Linked DNA regions of Zea mays: region 2 is linked to region 1. The links are chromatin contacts, called in public Hi-C maps. All regions are on one chromosome and are shown on one strand. The core of a region is the stretch at or near the end of the contact, and the rest is flanking DNA. Distances in the headings are between cores, read along the strand shown.

Region 1 (2,700 bases), core at 113-2,612:
GCAAAATGTTGGGGAAACACCTAATAACACGGCAAAAAAAACACTTACTAACAGGTTGTAAGTTTATTCATGGTTTTCCCATAAATCTGTTCCGGTTGTTTACATCAGTGAAAACATCGTTTCCCCATACCGGTGTGGATGCAGTAGAACTTGTGTTCACTTGTATAGTATTACTATAGTCTAAAGGGGTGTTCAGTTCGAAACTTACATGGTGACTAAAATAGGTCTTTGAAATAGGATTTCTAGGGAGAAGAGTGACTAAAGCAACCAAACACCCCATTCACAGTGAGCAAGTCGCATTCTGTTTGGTAGGGCTTCTCCCCGCCAAACCCCTCTCAGTAATGTCAACAGTGTGTATGTATGGCCGACAAACACAACAGCCTGATCTTGTTTCTGACAGTGACATTGATATCCATCGGAACATCTAAAGGATTCCAAATCGGAACATCTAAACATAACAGCGATCCCGTTCCCCGCCCGCCCGCCCGATGGCGCCCTCGCAACTACAAGCCTCTTCTTCCTACTAGTTGCAGTGCGCACCCCTGAATATGATTTGGTACGGTAGCGACCAGCGAACGCGCCGCCCCCCACCATGCGCCGTCCCGCGCGTAACCGACTGGAGCGAGCCCGACACGAACCGATCGCGCGCGAGATTGCAACGCTACGGGGTAACAGGAGCGTGGAGGAGAAGGACCGGTACTTACTGGGACTCGGCGTCGGAGGCGGCGGAGCCGCGGGGGCGGGCGGCGAAGGCGCGGGTGGGGAGGGCTGCGACGGCGGCGGGGCCGAGCCCGAGCCCGCCGCCTCCGCCGGGCGCGGGGTGGTGGGCGGCGAAGGAGTAGTCGGTGTAGTAGCGCGGGAGGGCGAGGAGGCGCGAGCGGGCCCGGCGGCGGCGGCGGCGGAGGAGCGCGCAGGCGAGGCGGGAGCAGACGAAGGCGATGAAGATGAGGCTGAAGCAGAAGCCCGCCAGCGCCAGCGCCATGCTCGGCGACACGCCGGACGCCATGCCGCGGCTCCCACTCCCACCCCGCGCGCTGCGCTGCGCTGCTCTCCCCCCTCCGGCCTCCCTCTCGGCCGGTTCGGTTCCTACTGCGGCTGTGGGGACTTGTGGTGGACTAGACTGGACTGGACTGCTCGGCTGGTGGGCCGTGTCGATGCGCACTCGGTGCGATGGATAGAATGATAGATAGGTCTCCTGCCTGCTACTACCTCGGATGCTGATGCCTTCGCTTTGCGTCCGCGCCGCCCGTTTCTGTGGCCTGCGTGCGCGCCTCGCTGCCGTGCCCCCCCTAGTTGCCGTCGCCGAGCTCCCTCGTTTCAGGGCGGGGCGAGCGGTCGGCAACGCGACGAGCGCACTAGCGAAAAGATAGAGAATAGAGAACGACCGGCGTCGAGGCGGCAGCGGCGGCTACCACACGACCTGCATTTTTGTCAACTTGGTCTTTTTTTTGACGTTCGCGTGCACAACATTCGGATGGAACATCAGCAGTGGACAGCGGTGGCAGTGGAGTGAAAGGAAGGATAGCGCGCTGGCCACTGTACAGTACGGATAGGATTAGGCCAGGCATAAAAGGAACGGTGGAGAAAAAAAACTACCCCCTGATGATGTTTGTTTTTCTAATCATAACTACATTCGCAGAAGTAAAGATGTTTGCTACTTACCAAATATAGACCGGATTGTTCAGGATGTTCGATGATGCTACGGTTTTAAGGGATGGAAACGAGCACATTTTACCCGCGCGCTGTCACACCCAGATTTAAGGGTAAATCCGGGCGCAAATCAAATGTGTGTTAGGATCAAGTCTCACATATATGATGACTCATGTTACAGAAACGAATGTCACATCTTTATTTCATAATAGGGTTCTATATAAAATAACTAAATAATTACATCATATGACGACAATGATCCTCCACAACCATAGTTGACTGGGAGACAACAGCCTAGACCTCTCACGAACTTATCGCAACATCCTTCATGCTCTTTATTTTGACGGTACCTGTCCTTGACCTGGGGGTGAGTACATCAAAAGTGAGCTCACATACGTTCATCACTCAACAAGTTGTGAGGAATAATGTGCATGAGCTCACTTACGGTGGTGGTTCATGTGAAGTGTAAGGCTTACCAAAGAGAATGGTTAGGGCTGAGCGTTGCTTTTAACAAATTGGTCAAAATTTTATTAGCAGATATTAAGTATAAGTGGATACTATCCCAATGAAATGCATATGACAGATTAAGTTTAATTACATAAGTTATTCATGTGAGTGTTCGAGCCGCTCATGACCGTGAGTATGGCTGATATATTAGTTTTACACTCTGCAGAGGTTGCGCATCTTTACCCACAAGACGGGTTTCCCATTTAGCCAGGGTTTATAAGACCCCTAGACACTCTCAAGGTGAATGGCTAGGGGGTCCACTGCGAGGCGTTTACAAAGTTACACTAGATGAGAGAAACCCGCTACGGATTCTGACCCGAATGCGATATAGGAATCCCTCGTCCGAAAAACTTTACAGACAGTCCACCCCGAGGACCTCCCTATACCTGCACTCCGTCATCCCGCTTCCCCTTTCAGGAAAGGATTAAGTGACACTAGCTTTCCTAATTAATCAGCTAAGAGCGTCTCATTCCACCCTTGTGGTAGCACTCTTTTCCCGGGTGACTTTTCATGTTCGTCTTTTTTGCCCTCACTACCCTGCAA
Region 2 (2,700 bases), core at 141-2,640, 430 kb before region 1:
CTGCACTGTTTTTCTCTCCTAGAGTTTTTTTTTTAATATTGAGAAATAATGGAAGTAACGAGAATCTGGCCTTTTGCGTGTGTTCGAAGGTTCAAAAAAAAAGGAGGAACATTGGCTAGGCTGCATAGAAAGATGGGGAGTGAAATGCTTTATTAGGTCCACTAGTGGTACTAATATGACAATTAGTATTTTTTTATCACACCTTAACTTCCTGAAAATAAGCAAACAAACGTTCTTCTAAACCTTAATAACCTAGAGAACCTAGGGATTCCAAAGTACAAAAGACATTTAAGAGACGGTATAATATAACTTTGAACTTTTAAATCATAAATACTGTCGCAAGACTCTTCGTTCTTTTTTTTATTTAACCTCCTTCAGACCATTCAAGAGACGAGATATTAAATAAGGTTGTGCATGGTCTGACATTATATGTTGACTTCTGTATTTTAATAGCAGTTGTTAAATAATACTTGTTTCGAAAAACGATCAATAACCGTCCTTATATAACATTATATCGTTATTTAAAAGATGTTATTTCAAATATGTGATGATCGGATGTTGTGCAGTGTGTGTGGTCGTGTGGACAACTGGGCAGACACTCCATAGCAGCAAGGCAGCAGCCGTGGTAAAAATTTCAGATGATGAACTGTATGGTACAATCCCCGATGTGACTGCTTTTATCCTACCAGCTGGATCTTTCCTTAAATAATACTACTATCAACATGCAAGAAAAGAACTCGAAGGAAAAGCATGAGAGTAGTATTCAAGTTTTTAGAACCTGTTTGGTTTTATAGGACTAATGTTTAGTCTCTAACTTTTAGTCTTTTTAGTTTCTAATTTTTCAAACACAAAACTAATAGATGGACTAAACGGGACTAAAGGGCAAAAATTTCACTCCCTTACACGCGCGAGCTTGTTCGGTCGTTCCCAGCTGCCTACTGTAGTAAACATATTTGGCCCAGGCTGCTGGCAAATATGTTTAGTTCTTGTTTAGTCTATAGAACCAAATAGTGCAGTGACTAGATTAGTCTCTAAACTAAAGTTTAGTTTTAGAACCTATGAATTTCTAATAAAGATCGGAATATATTTTTTTACTAAAAAATCACCACTCTTTTGTCCAATTCACAGACATTGCTCTTCTTTAGAGCGTATTATTGTATATATCAAACAAAATTTATCGGAAAAACTGTTTGTCCCATTCGCTTCTTTACCGTTCAAATAAAAAAGGGGAAGTTTTGTTGGGCTGCAGTGCAGGACACTTTTGCAGTCCAACTATGAGATGGTTGGTCAAAGGAGAGAGAGAGAGAGAGAGAGAGGGAGGGGATCGCAGAGGAGAGCGGCAGGAAAAACCCGCCATTCCTGTGCCAAAATCTCTCATTTTTATTTTATCAGTTTCTGTCGTTTGCACATATTCAAAATCCTAGCCCCGATGACCTGGGTATAACCGGACACAGACCCAAACTAGAACCAGGTGTCTGTTCAGTTCGTGTCCGCCGTCCTCTGTTCAAGTGCAAGCGAGCGAAGAAACGAAGCACCAGGAGGCGGGAACAAGAAGGAATTTGCGCAGCAAGCAAAGGTCCCGAGTTGCAAACTTGCAACCCAAGAAGAGCGTTGGACATGCAGATGGAGGGGAGGGAGGGTATCGCGGTGGTGGCCGCAGGCGGCGGCCATGGATCCGGGCAGCACGGCATGTTCGGAGCGGCAGACATCGCCATGGCAGAGGCGCATGAGGCAGCGGCCAAGGGGTACCAGTACCAGTCCTCCCCCTCGTCGCCGTCGACGTCCCTCACGCCGTCGCCGCCGCCGGCTGCGGCTGGCCACGCCGGGGACGCCACCGCGGCGCCACTTGCCTGGAGCCTGGGCGGCGGGATGCCGAGCGAGCCCGCGGGGGACAGCGGCGTGCGGGCGGCCGGGCAGAGCCAGAGCGAGCACGCCAACAACATGAGCTCCGAGCGCCGCCGCGGCCGCCCGCGCGGCTCCGGCAGGCGCCAGATCCTGGCCACTCTCGGTCAGCATTCTCCCCGGCCGAAATTTCCCTTTTTATACGTTTTTTTCGCTCTAGGATTTCTTGCTGCGTTTGCCCCCCCCCCCCCCCCCCCCCCCCCCCCCCCCCCCCCCTTGTCGATTTCTGTTGCATTGCTTGGATGGGGTCCAGTAAGCGTGATTTGATGTGCATTTCTTTCACGCTGGAGACAGTCAAATATCCGTCAGTCACCTGCTACGGCACTTCTTCTGTTCACTGTCGCATTCATCGCCGATTCAAATGTTTATCCTCTTGCTCCCCACCAATCTTGTGGTTTGGAGATTTTTTCCCCCCGTCGTCAGATTACCTAATTGACCTAACCCTTTGGGCATGGTTTAGCTAAATTTCTTATATACTGGCCACGATCTTCTAGTAGTTAAATGACATAAAAAGTGTTCATTTCTCTGTCTCTGTCTGATCGGTGTTCTTTCAAACGCAACAGGGGAATGGTACGCGCTGTCAGCCGGCGGGAGCTTCACGCCTCACGTCATCATCGTGGGTACTGGGGAGGTAAGACATGCACTCCATCTCCATCTCATTGCAGCGTCTCGTGTATTATGTCTGCAGCTAGAGGAGCTGGTGTGCAGTGTGCTTGTTTGTCTCTTCAGGGTGTCACTGAGCTCACTTGTCCAATCCGTTGGCTTTGGCTAGGATGTGGCGGCGCGCGTCATGTCGTT

What was found. A called contact is a pair of places that touch in the nucleus more often than the background predicts.
Region 2: a contact with region 1 is called in a Hi-C map of bundle sheath, with 2.8 times the contacts expected there. The contact joins the promoter of LOC107303347 here to the promoter of LOC100274339 in region 1. A contact is called at or near these places in 3 of 25 Hi-C or Micro-C datasets (bundle sheath, ear and endosperm).

Annotation. Positions count from the first base shown.
Region 1 is chr2:148,333,272-148,335,971 of Zm-B73-REFERENCE-NAM-5.0, reverse strand. LOC100274339 (putative RING zinc finger domain superfamily protein) reads right to left here and starts at 1,362. Exons shown (of 2, transcript NM_001148700.1): 1 at 705-1,362. The coding sequence starts at 1,006.
Region 2 is chr2:148,763,038-148,765,737 of Zm-B73-REFERENCE-NAM-5.0, reverse strand. LOC107303347 reads left to right here and starts at 1,390. Exons shown (of 5, transcript NM_001367267.1): 1 at 1,390-2,008; 2 at 2,466-2,533; 3 at 2,675-2,700. The coding sequence starts at 1,618.